2 separate regions of the Mus musculus genome follow, and region 1 is linked to region 2. The links are chromatin contacts, called in public Hi-C maps. All regions are on one chromosome and are shown on one strand. The core of a region is the stretch at or near the end of the contact, and the rest is flanking DNA. Distances in the headings are between cores, read along the strand shown. Region 1 overlaps Arhgap6 (Rho GTPase activating protein 6). Region 2 holds the start of Arhgap6 (Rho GTPase activating protein 6).

Region 1 (6,835 bases), core at 3,166-5,665, 110 kb before region 2:
TTTGCCTTGTTCAGGTAGTCTCTGCTGCTATGTGTTCATGATTGTATCACCCACATCATAGACAGAACACAGTGCTTCATACCACTCCTCCCTAACTCTCTGGCTCCCACAGTCCTTCCACTCCTTATTCTGAAATGATCTCTGGGACTTGGATAGGGTGGCATGGGTGTTCTATTTAAGGATGACCTTTCAATGTTCACTTTTGCTCAGAATTTTAACTAGTTGTGAGTTATCACTTCGCCAGTCCAAATGGCAGAACTATTAAAACTCTCACATTAATTCCAATAGGAGAAACAGGATAAGGGCACTGCCATAAAGTGATGCTTCTTGAACTATAATATACACACAAAACATCTAGGGATCTAATTAAAATTGCTAATCATGATCCAATAGACCTGCTAGGGTCTGAGTTCCTGCTTTTTTTTGTTTTGTTTTTTTGTTTGTTTGTTTGGTTTTTTGTTGTTGTTGTTGTTGTTGTTTTTCAAATTTTGCTTGGGATGCCAATGCTTCTGGGTTCCAAATCCTACTTTCTCTGCCAAGGATCTGAACGAGAGGTGTTCAAAGTATTGTTCAGGGACCAATATGGTTTCAAAGCTACCTAATTTTACAAAGAAACTGCAACACTTAGTTGGAAGATTTTGATGCACTTTGACCTTGCTAGGATGCCTACATATGGAGTTTTGTGTTTAAAAAAAAATAAAAGAGATTAGAATAAAATTTATCAGTACAGATAACTTATAAAAAACTTGTATATAAGAACATTCTTGACACAGACATGCAAAATTAAGGAAGCACATATTAACTAGTAAATGTCCAGTTCTGTGACGAAAGCATGCTGAGGAAATGTTGGTTGAGTGACTGAATGTCTAACAGGCCAATTTGACATTGAAACTCAATGTTGTCATCTACAAAGTTCATGATCAAGAACTACATGATCATTTTGCACACAAAAATTTCATGTTTTAAGTATATTTTTTATGTTGGGCTGTATCCTCAGGTCGAGTTAGACATGCCTGAAACATTAACCAAAATTGAAGTAGGAGGATTGCCATGGGTTCGAAGGCAGTTTGGCCACATAATGAGTTCCAGGCCAGCCTAGGCTACAAATTTATCACCCTGATATACAAAAGACAGACCAAATGTATCACCAGTTTTCAGTAAGTCAGCATCTTGTCCTGGTTCATACCTACTGAAACACAAGCTATTCTTCATTGCTCTTCCAGAGGACTTGGGTTCAATTACCAGCACCCATATGGCACCCACATTGTCTATAACTCCAAGATCTGATACCCTCACCCATGCATACATGCAGACAAAGCACCAATGCACGTAAATTTTTTTTAAAAAAATGAAAACCCAACACTTTTAAAAAAGAATCTGCTCTGGAAGAACTGGATTGGTGTTCCCATTTCAATCAGAATAAATGGCTCTCAATTCCAACTGAATATGCCCATCTCCTAAAGTAAGACCAGGGTAGTAGCAGTGTGTATGTCTCTCTGGCTCATTCAATGAGCATGCAAAGCTGAGAAAACTAGGTTGGTGGATCTAATGGGTATACACAGGCTCTCATTAAACAGGCAGTAAAGGCAAGGTCTTGGAAAATACTGAGCAAGAAACTGCAGTATCAGAATTATTCACTGGAAAGATGATCAAAAGAACTACATATCCATTACATAGGATATAGACTAGCCAAGGAAAGAGATACTTAGGAGGCCATCACAATACTGATCACCAGAATTCTCTTCTTTTGGTGAATTCGCTCACTTTGTGAAATGACTAAAGAGCTGGTGTAGAGAATTATTGGCACTGGCAACTGATGTCCAAGAGTTGCCTAAAATTTGAACCAGAGGGAGCCAGTATAGTTTATCTTAATTTTAAACAAATTCTTTTGCAGAACTAAATAGATAAATACAGAAGACAAATACAAATGTCCAAAAGTGGGTGGTAGAAGCAACATTTCTGGAACTAGAAGAGACCCAGACAAGTGTCTTAGACAACATCACAGTTTTGTGATTTTGCCATGATACACAGGCAGGTCTATGAAACACATGAGGATCCAGATGACAGTTTCAAAGTCAAAAGAAAAACTAAACTATCAGTATTTTAATATGTATATTTTACTGGAAGATTCCTAGTGAATGTCTCACAATGCCATCTTCATTCTAACTGTTGGTAAATGAAAAAAAAAAGTTTGTTAGGGATTTTTAACCTAATTAGAAGAAGCATCGTTTTATCTAAAGAGTCAAAGTAAAACATGTGGAGGAAAGAGAACTCATCATTAAACCATGTCAATAACATTATAATGAAACACCATCTTATTACCACATTCCACAGTTCTGAATATGAGCATTGTGGGTAAATCATGTTCCCCCATCAAGTTCCAGAAATTCCAAATCTGACCTTACTTGGAAGTAGGGTCTATACAAAGAAAGCATTAAGGTGGATCTTAACCTAATATTATGGTATCCTTATAAAATATATAAACTTGAACACAAAAACTGCCAAGGATATAAGGAAGATGACATATGAAAATGAAGGAATTGTTTAGGGAGATAGATCTACAAGCTAGCTTACCATCATCCATCAGAAAGAGAGATAGGACAGTCAATGCTAGTGAAGATTTAGATCACAAAACAGACTTCTAATCCACTGGTGGAAAGGCGAATTAGTATAGTCATTACAGAAAATAGTGTAGATGGGTACCCTCAAAAAATTAAGTGCTATATAATCCAGTAATCATGTGGCTCATAGAATGCACAAGGAAAATGAAATCAGTATGCTTGTTACAGTACTACTCACAAGAGTCAACATATGAAACCAAAGGCCTCCATGAGTTGAAAACAATACATCTCAAAATAAAGAAAGAGAGTAAAACAGGGGTCTAGAAAGCTCTTCCACAAGATACAACATTAGCATAATAAATAAACCAAGTTGGCAAGTAGGAAGGCGGAAACACACACACACATACACATATCTATGTACCTCATACATTAACACACCAACAAAAGTTCTCTAGATAGAACCTTCTGAAGCAACTGGCACAGATGCAGAGGTATTCCAGAGTACCTGAAGATAACTTATAGGTCATTATGTACTAAAACATACACCCCTGGCTAGAAATTTAAATGCTAAGATGACATATGATACCTGAAGTTATACATGGAACTAAACAACACAGCATTTTCAAGAAAGCTGTTCCTAAGCAAATGAGCCACAAAGCTTGAGTTATCTAACATAACAACCCTATTCTTTGCATAATAGGATCCCTGGAGCTACTGACCATTCTCTCTTTGTTCCAGGTTTCTTCTTCCTTTTGAAATGTATCTTTTGCAAGTAAACCGACTTCTTCTTTTGAAACTGTGTATCTCTGCTCCATTCTTTGTTCCAAGATAAGAAACCCTGGAACCCTCCAGCCATACCCACTGAACCCCTAGCATCAGTTACTATCAGGATGTTAGTATGCTAAGTAAGAGGTAAAAGGAGACAGGGCAAGGAATATATATATATATATATATATATATATATATATATATATATATAATACAAAAGGGCTATTTCACACAAGGAGTAGAACTGTAATTTTGAGGGGCTAAAAATACAGGAAGAATATTTGGGAAATGGTAATCAAAGCATATATGATGTCAGAAAGAACAATAATTTTAAGATATTTATGGTGCATGCAGTGACTATAGTTAAGAGCAATGTGTTATGTGCTTGAAGATCTTGAACTGAATAGATTTTAAATATTGTCATATGAAAAAAAGGAAAATTGACTATTTGAAGTAATGTAGAGTATTTAGCTTGATTTATTCATTTCACTGTATATTTGGAATTTCAGGTATAAAAGGAATATTTGCTATACAGTTGAGATGGTGGTGCTTAGTTAAAAATATATTCTGTGAAGAAAGCTTTACGAACATGTTTGTTTAAAGTTTAATCACAAGGAAGGATTGAAAGGTAGAAAAGTCAATATTAAATGATTAAGAAAGAAAATACTTGCTTCAAATAGTTTTCTCTTCGTGATGGTTTTGGCTGGGGAGAGCTGTTTGTTTAGTCTTTAAGACAAAGTCAGATGGACCATCCCCCACTAGCCTTCAAGTCACTAGGACCTTAAATGATCCTCCTGACTCTACCTCTGCAGTTTGAGATTAAAGTTATAGCAGAGTCCTGCTTGGTTTTGCAGGTTGCTGGGGATTGAACCCAGGGCCTCCTGAATGCTAGACAATCACTCTGCCAACTGAGTTACATTCATAGATCTTGAATCTTTGTAAAGAAAACTGTTGGCTAGGAGTGAGATCTCAGAACCAATAGTAACAATCCTTTCTCATTAGAAATGCAGAGCCTTTACAAGCCTGAAGCAATTCAGCACTAAGTTACTAGAGCCTAGAATGGCTTCCCAAATTCCAAGGGTGGGGGAGGGGGAATAAAGGGAGAGTCAGTGTCCGGTGGGGGAAAGGAAAAAGGATCCAAATGGATGAATAAGGAAAGGAAGAACAAGAAGATCAACATGTATTGTGCAATTAGTTCCTGAAAAAAAATGTGTCAGCAAGTCACGGGCCAGCTGCAACTGGCAAGGAACTTGCCTCCATCCTCTGGGTAAGGGAGGCAGTGACAGGGAGCCAAAGGTGAATAGCAACATTGATTTAACTATTTCAGAAAGGATCATCAAGAGCATCAAGTTCATAACATGCACCATATTCAAACACTCCTACAAACACGCCAAACCATAATCTAACCAGAATAGCTTGAATGTAATCAACAAAAAGTTGCTTGTAAGAATTATTTTGTTTGATCTTTTGAAGTTCAGGATTTGTTTCTTTTTATAGAGAACCTGCATTTCATCAAAAGTAGGAAAAAAAATACTCGGGCTTTTATAGCCGTTTTGGTACTTGGTCTTTGGTGTTATTAGTATGAATAATACAAGGTTAACTTGCATTCTCTGAGTGGAGAAAGAATTGCTTTTGTCTATGCTTTCCAAAGATGTTTAATGCACAAGAAAGCCCTCTGTGTGATGACATTCCAACAAAGCAAGATGGGAAAGAAACAGGCTGGAAACTGGTGAGGCAAAGCCAGGAAGAAGAGCCATCCCATTATACTGTGCCTTTTAGATAAGATAGCAACAAACAGGCATCCATTGAGCAACCACAATGTGCGTGAGTCTGGCTGGTCTCCACTTGGCATAAGGAGCTGATAAAATGTATGTCCTCCATTGGTCTATACAATTCACAGGGTGATAAGACATGATAGATTGGAAGGAACGACCTGGAAATACAAGCCAGAACTGGACACATGTCTTCTAGAGGTAGAAACAATTCATTGATCCCATTCAAAGTTGCATCTTTGCACCATATAGTCTTCTCTGATCTTGAAGAATAACTGAAGAAAATAAAGGCATTAACCTCAGGAAGTGATCCCTTAGCAACAGTGAGTCAAGGGTTCACAATGGACACATACATTAAGGCATGAAAATAAGTTACAGGAAAGGGAAGGAGGCAAGGGGAAAAGAAAGAACAAAGGTGCTCCTCTGAGAAGTGAATCAAGATTTAAGTGTAAGTTAAAGGAAGTAAAGATGTGAGTCTCATTGATGCTCTTGGGGAAAGCACTCGAGGGAGATTGAAGAATGCATGCAGAAACTCTGAGATTGGAATGTGAGGGAAGGAGCATTGCAAGAAAAGCAAGTCAGCAAAGAGAGATACTATCAGAGGAGGGCCGAGTACACCTGCCAAAGCAAGAAATATGGGTGCTATGCTGAGGAAGCAAAAGCCGGCTGTGGAGTGATGGAGATGAGGGTCAGTGTCCCCTATGTCACATTTAAGTGGGAAATAGTGAGTATTCACTACATTGTCAATATGCCTTTTAAAATCCTCACTTTTGTGCTAAATACTAATCACACAAAAGTAAGAGGCAGGCTCTGTTTCATTATTATTGTTATTATAATTAAGATCACTGGTACCTGGGACTAGAGAGATTTCTCAGTGGTTAAGAGGACTGGCTTCCCTCCCAAAGGGCCAGGGTTCAATTCCCACTACACACACTCAAATATTTTCATCTCCAGTTGCAGGAAATCTGACACCTTCTTCTGGCCTCCATAGGCCATGGATGCAATGTGGTACACAGACATAAATGCAGGCAGAACATTCACATTCATTAACATAAAATAAAAATTAAATAAATATTTTTAAATTACTTTTAGAAGATCATTAGCAGCTATGAAAATATCACTATAAACATCATGACCACTACCACAATCTTCAATACCATTATGACCATCATCGCCATCATCACCATGACCGTTTTCAAAATGTTGCTATTTTCAACAATGACCAATGTTCATTCTTGAGGAGTAAGCCATAATCCAAAATCACTTTCTTCTAAGGGAGAACTGGGTGTATGCAGTCAGAGTCGGGAGAACATCTGATTTCTGTGCAGTTTGGTAGGGCTTGCAAGGCAACTTGACCTATGAAAGGAGCTCCTTCCCAGACTATAGACAGCTTCCTATTGGGTCAAGCTATTGGAGTTCATTATGTTACGATCTGATTATTAGGTTGTCCTCATTTTGGCAAATTTAAATCTTAAAATCTGAAATTCCTCCTCTGATATACAAATAATTTCACTTCCTTGTCTTTGGCACTTTAGAGCATACTGTTTATTGTTTCTTATGTGACTGTCTCCCTATTCACTGGGTTCTAAAATTCACAAACATAGAGACCATGTCTCATCCATATCTGTACGCTCATATTTTGCTCAGTAAATTCAATTCTCACTGAAAGAAGTTGATATTTTCTTTTTCTCTCTCCTACAGTAAATATATTGCCTACCATCAGGCATTGGTAAG
Region 2 (6,926 bases), core at 162-2,661:
GTCTCGGAGTCTGGAACCGGGTAGCCCGAAGGTGCTGACTCCGGGGAGAAGAAGCTAAGCGGGAACCGAGACCCTCTGCTAAGAGCTGTGGAGAATGGAGGCGGCTTACTGTGGAGCCCCGCAGGCCGCCCTCGGCGCCCATCTCGCTCCCGCAGCCACCGATCAGAGCTGGGTCCAGGCTGCGCGTCTGGCGCAGCTTCCTTTTGGAGAATCCCTTGGCCGAGGCCGTGCCGCCCGACGCGGGCGAGGAGCAGGAGAAGACACTGTGCAGCAGGCTCTGCGCGGACATCTCGGCAGGGCTGGGTCTGAAGGCCACCTTCTTGTCTTCCCTCCTAGATAGCGGGAGACTGTGACCTGAGAAAACAAGTGGCCAAAGTAGAGTAGGGGAAAACTGCCAGGCGGGGCTCGCCGAGGAAGGTAGAAAGCAGTGCCCCGTTCACGCGCCACCAGCGCACTCCAAGTGTCCCTGCGGAGGCAGAAACAGGAGCTCCATCCCCAGCCTTTTGGGAAACAAGAGGTCCAGGTCCCTTTACCGTCTCTAGAATCTTCCTCAGGAGTCCAAGTCTCAAAGAGGCTAAGGAAGAGGAGGAAGGAGGTCAGTGACTAGCTGAGATCTCAGCTCCAACCCGCCAGCGCCACTCCCCCTTCCCAGCTGAAGGCGGGAGACACTGCGCTTCGGCTCTCTGGCTCCGGACAGCCTCGAAATCACCAGCAAGCTCCTCCTCGTGGCCTGAGGACAATCCCGAGGGCTAGGGAGGAGGCTGCCTGAGAGTCCGCCCTGAGCGGATCCTTGGTGCTCCCGGCGCAGTGAAAAGTCCTCTGGAGCACCCCAGCTCAGCTGTCCGGCTGCGCCCCCAGTGCACCTTCTTGGTAACTTGGGGACCGCGGCTGTGCTTTGGGGGATCAGCTGGGTTGCTAAGTCCCCCTTTCTGATTGACGAGGCTCCAAAGTGTCTCCAAGTTCACGTTCCCGCGCAGTCCCGCTGTTGACTCAGTGGGACACCATATGTGCTGCGTCCCGGGCCTTCCAAGCACTGAGCGACAACGGTGTCAAAGAACTCCCCCGCTGCGCTCAGCACTACTCAGAAAGGTCTGCGCTCAGAAGACAGTCTCTGAAGCGAGTATCCGTGTTCCTCTAGAAGAGCGACACTTGATATTTGCTGCCAACCTTGGTTGGGCCCAGAGCTGGCTCAGAGATGTCCCAGCACCCTCGCGCCAGAGGCAGCGGGGAAAGGGGTGGCCCGTCCCGGGTAAGGCCAGAAGAACGCAGGGTCTGGAGCCGGGGCGGAGCCAGAAGCAGGAGAATGCAGAACGTGAACTTTTCCAGGCGCCAAACCTGGGAAGTAGCTCAGAGAGCCAGCAGCTGGTCTCTGATACCCGGCCTCTAGGGAGAAAGTCTTGAGGACGGAAGTGCGGACCTACTCCCCCCCCCCCCGACTCCCCTCCCCCCAAGCCAGGGGCTCGCGGTCTCCACACACGTTTCTGCAAAAGGAAGGGGAGTGTCAGATTGCACCCCACCCACTGGTGTCAGACCCGCAGCTCTGGACGGTTTTTCTGAACTTAGAGTTAAATCCCCTGCTTTCTTTTCTCCCACCCACAACCCCGCCTTTTTATTTTTTATTTTTTGGTGGAGAGTCCTCGCGTGTCAGGGTCCTGCGCACGTGTGTAGATATGTTCTATGTAGGAGAGGTGAACAGAGCTTGGTCCGGGTGGAGACTGACACCAACTAAAGTTAACTGGCCTCCGGGGTCGCCCCAGAAAGCTCCTGAGCACAGGGCTCAGCTGCCAAATCTTGGGTAACTGATAAACACAGAAGTCATAGTCAGCAGTCCAGGCTTGGAAACGGACCTGAAGCAGTTTCTCTCACTTGCCCACTCATGGAATCTATAAATCTATAAAGCCTTGCCTGCCTCTCCTGGGGCTTTCTGATGTCACACTTAAATTTTGCTAGGCATCTTAAAATCATCTCTGCAGGGACTGCAGGGATTGGTCCGAATGTTGGAAATAAGTGACTTCTTGTGGTTCTGTTTGTTCAAAACCAAAATATGTGGGAGTGATGATAACTGACTACAAATAAAAAATGAAACGTCATTTCTTTTAAAAGCGTATAACGGAGTTATTAATACGAGTGTTTGACACAAGCCTTGTGTAAATACCAGCAACTGCTCAAGTTTTATTTATAGAAGCGCTTATACCTTTGATGCTGGATGCAGAGGTGGGTTACTTTACTGTGCCTTTTGACAATGCCACCTTGAACTTCCTAGGTGATTTACTATCCACTACTCAATAGTTTGTATTTATTGATTAGGAGAAGGCAGGTCATGGAATCTAATTAGCAGGAAAATTTATCACCTACACAAAAGTATGGGACATCCTACTCTGATTCCTCCTGTAGCCTGTATTTCTCTTTGCGAATGCAGGAGGCAGCACTCCTGTGTTAGCTTGAATGGAAATAACCTTCTGGGTAAAGATGATTTGTTTAAGGGTTTGTTTGTTTGTTTCGTTGGGTGTTTTGTGGTGTGTGTGTCTGTGGGGGGAGGGCAGTAGGGGGTGACTGTCCTGGCTAGTTTTATGTTAATTTGATATAAGCTAGAGTCATCAGAGAGGAAAAATCCTCAGTTGAGAGCAAATGAGAAAATGCCCCCATGAGATTGGGCTGTAGGCAAGACTGTGGGGCATTTTTTTATTTAGTGATTGATTCTGGAGCACCATGCCCCACTCCCACCCCCTGCTCCACCCTCCCTCCTTCTGCCTGCTGATTGTGGTCAGGGAGATAGATCTCTAGGCTGGTAGTTCTGGGTGCTATAAGCAAGCAGGCTGAGCAAGCCATGTAGAGCAAGCTAGTAAGCAGCACCCTTTCATGGCATCTGAATCAGCTCGTACCTCTACCTCCTGTTTGCTGCCCTACTTGAGTTCCTGCCCAGACTTCCTTTGATAATGGACTATGACCTATATTGCTTTGGGTCACTAAGACAGTGCCTATTGTTATTTTAAATTTGGTCAGGCCCCAGCTGGCCTGAAATTTGCTGAATTCCCTAGAGATCTTCCTTCCTCTGTCTCCCCCATCTTGGAATTTAAGGTGTAGGCCATCCTGACTGGCTCTGCTGCCTGAAAATAGAATGTGAGATTAAAAATTCCTATCTCTGGGCTGTTGCCTCTTCTGGTTCCTTGGCATATCTCAAGCATTTTCTGCAGTCGTCAATGAGCTATTCTGAAAGAGGCTACAACACTTAAAATCACTTGACGGCCTACTAACAAAAGTATACCGAATCACCTTTGGGAGTTGGTAAGATTAACTATCTTCAGCCTCCTTAAAGAATTTCAGTACAAGTAAATGTGGGTGGGTCTTGCATGCCCTTTCTTTGGTAACAATGTCTCATAACATTTCACTTAGGCTGGAAACACCTACCTGAAATAGTCCCCAGCATTAAGATAACACTGCATAGTTATGCTTCATTGCATGGTTATGCCTCATTGAGTCTTGGCATTCAGAGTAGATGGTTAACAGAGTCACACTTTATGGGGACCCCTTGTGACTCCAGGCAGCTGTGAATGTAATGTCTAATTCATATATATGTTCTGGTTGTCTAAGCTCCTGGGATGACTGTGAGGTTGAAAATGTACCCCACCAGGACTGCTGGCTGAATAGAAGTGTCATATAGGTGCAACGGCATTTCTCGTCATGGATGGAGAGCCAACAAGTAGAACGACTCTTTTTCTATCACCACTTCTAGGGCTTAGAGCAGACAACAGGCCCTGACCTACCATTAACCTGGAAGTTGCTTCACACTTGGGAACAGTAAGTTCTTTTAAATATATTCATTGGTGGCTTACCAGTGGACATGGGTTAAGAAGTGGTTTGTAATTGTGTGGACACCATAGAGTGTATGCAGACATAAATGGTATAAATTGGTCAATTGAAATGGCATCTTGGGGCAACCGAGAAATGTGATAAATTTGTAATGTGTGAGGCTGCTGCCAATGTAACATGACATCTTGATATATAACATGACATCTTGATTTATAGTAAACATTTTATTTTTATTTAATTAAAGAATAATGTAGTAAATGCACAATTCCTTATCATTGGAAAGTATGGTATATAAAGGTAGTGAACATAATTTGGTATGTTCAACTGGGGATTGTTGGTTTTGTTTTTATTGGGGGGACAAGGTCGTGTGTAGCCCAGGCTAGTCCCTAATCTTCAGTCCTCTGCTCTTTGCCTCCCAAGTGCTGAACTATATCCATATGACCATACACAATCAAATGAGGAATTGCACAGTAGCATCAATGCAGTAATCAATGTTTTCAGCTCCATTAATATCTTATAGAATGTTATACATAGGATCCATCTTTGGCCAAAATGTTTTTGTTTGGTGAGTAGCTATATTCATTAATGTGGAGCTCCTTGGGGAAAGTTAGCTAGTGTGTTTATTTGTGCTTTCAAAACACAGGAACAAATGCAATGGTTCTATAATGAAATATTTTTGTAAGATAACCATTTATATTTTTTGATATTAAAAATATTTTGTGGTGGTACTTACCCCTAAGAAGAAGGAGCAGGAGCAGGAGGAGCAGGAGGAGGGGGAGACTATAACAGAGTTGGCAAGACACTAAAAAAGCCACTAGCATTAATTAATTAACCCTCTTCTATGACTCTGACTTTTTGCCTGTATTTGACCCATCTCTGTCATCTGTTACCCGTTTGCGGTCTCTTTCCTACATGTTATTGGAAATAACACTTAGTTCTTAACATATATGCACTTAGTTCTTAACATATAAACATGTATAGTTTCTAGGCTAGGATCTGCATGAGGGGGAACATGCATTTTTTTCTTCTGAGCTTAGGTCACCTAAATTAAGATTATACATTCTAAGCCAATTCATTTTCTTATAACTATTATTATTTCATTTTACTTAACAGTATATTAGCCCATTTTTATATGCACACATTTTCATTGGCACATAACTCAATAAGAAAAATATAATTAATAATAAAAGTAGAAAACCTGATTGTCTAGCTCTGGCCTGGCTCCTTAGTCTGGAACAGCCATGCTGGACTCCAAGATCCTCCTGTCCACCTACCCATGGAAACCTTCAAGGTCTCCAACTAACAAGCTGGTGTGCCCGGGACAGCAGGCAGAGACAGGACCTTAGCATAGCAGCCCTTTGAGAGATGTAGATACACACGGTTAAACATTTGTCAGAGGTCGGGGATCCCCATGGAAAAATTAGGGGAAGGATTGAACCAACAGCGCCAACTAACCTGGATTCCTGGGAGCTCCCAGAGACTGAGCTCCAACTGAAGAGCACACACACCAGCTGGTTCAAGGTCCCAACACATAGGTAGCAGACAGAGGGCTGTCATGTCTGACCTCGGTGGGAGAGGATGCAACTAATCCTGTAGAGACTTGATACACTATGTTGGGGGAATACGGGGGGGGGGTTGCTGGGGGGATCTGCCCTCTTAGAGGTGAAAGGGAGGGGAAAAGGGGAAGGAATTCTTCGAGGGTTGACAGGGAGGAGGCAACAGTTGGAATGGATGTAAATAAATAAACAAATAAATAACCCTAAGGGAAGATTCCTACCTTTAGAATGGTCGTTCTGAGTGTATAGAGTTCACCACTGGAACCTTAATCTAGTGTGTGGTGTTTTTGTTAGTTCAGTATAGTAAGTGTGATTGCTATGGTATTCTATATCTTTACTTCCAGCACTCAGGAGGCAGAGGCAGATGGATCATTTTGGGTTCCAGACCTGCTAGGGAGACACAGTGAGACCCTGTCTTAACAACAATAACTGGTAATAATACATTTGTTAAAAGAGTATTTTTAAATATGTTCTTTTCTACCTGAGTATTAAGTTTGTGTTGCAGTCCTCATAAAGTATGGTATCATCATTCTTACTCAGAGCATACAATTTTTCTCTTCTGACTCTTTTTGCTCATCCAGTCTCAAGTCCTATTGCCCACTCTGGTTAAATGCCCATTTATTCTATACTTGATGAAGGACAAGATGCTGACCATTGGCTAATTTCATAAAGAAGTGAATATATTAAATTAATCCTCAGACTCTTTTAAAAATTTTTTAAAATTTTTTTCTCTTCTTTTTTTGAATGTTTTGCCTACATCTATGTCTGTGCACTTCATATAAGCAGTGACTAAATGGGACAGAAGAGGGAGACAAATCACCTAGAACTGAAGTTACAGTTGTGAACTGCCCTGTGGGTGCTGGGAACCAAATCCTGGTCCTGTGGAAGAGCAGCTTTCAAACTACTCAACCATCTCTCTAACCACCAGACTCTCCCTTAGAATTAATTCATCAGCTAACTATTAAGAAAAAAAAAAGACAGTAGAAAAAAGAATGGTTTTCAATGTATATTTACTTTCAAAAGCAGATCTAAGACATTGTTCCATACCAGTAATTGGTATTGAAAGTGGCACCATGCTTGTTTGTGTTTGTTTTCTTTTCACATAGCCTTAACTAAAACCTTAATATACATTTTATTTAAAAGGAGAACAGTCTGTTCATTATTCATTCTTATTACAATTATGAAAGAAATTTGAGGTTTAAAGAATTGCTATTTCATCTGGTCATGGCACAAGACTATTGTAGTGAAAGTTCTAGAATCCTTGGTCTGACATCAAGGTATGCTCTTATCAAGGATCTCAGAAAAAATATCAGTTTTTTTATTCCCTTAAAAATTGTTGTATAAACACATCTTATTATCAGAGGACATCTTCTCATATTTAACCTAAATTTCCTTTTCTTTATTCTAACTTTATCCCTTGAAACATTTCATTCCTCCAGTCAAAATTCCTCTTTACCCTTGCTGTTCAGCCCCTTGAGCTATTTGTAGATTTGTATCAGGCCCCTTGGGTCTGATTGTGTGGTTTGGCTACACTAAAAAGTTAATATTTTATTTGAAAAC

What was found. Hi-C and Micro-C count contacts between places; a contact is called where the count stands out from the background.
Region 1: a contact with region 2 is called in a Hi-C map of uterus, with 4 times the contacts expected there. The contact joins the enhancer-like site here to the promoter of Arhgap6 in region 2. A contact is called at or near these places in 2 of 39 promoter capture datasets (liver and neutrophils), 10 of 484 Hi-C or Micro-C datasets (embryonic fibroblasts, liver, myocytes and 3 more) and 3 of 115 datasets of contacts at active chromatin or transcription factors (bone marrow-derived macrophages, fibro-adipogenic progenitors and stem cell-derived neural progenitor cells).

Annotation. Positions count from the first base shown.
Region 1 is chrX:168,905,406-168,912,240 of GRCm38.p6, reverse strand. The region is part of intron 1 of Arhgap6 (Rho GTPase activating protein 6); the gene reads right to left. Among named protein-coding and RNA genes, the nearest start is that of Arhgap6, 110 kb to the right of the region's middle. Within about 2 kb of position 4,415, at least 4 of the 459 cell types and tissues checked have an H3K27ac peak or open chromatin away from gene starts, as enhancers often do. A contact at or near this core is called in uterus, where this site is marked.
Region 2 is chrX:168,789,584-168,796,509 of GRCm38.p6, reverse strand. Arhgap6 (Rho GTPase activating protein 6) reads right to left here and starts at 1,411. Exons shown (of 13, transcript NM_009707.4): 1 at 1-1,411. The coding sequence starts at 289.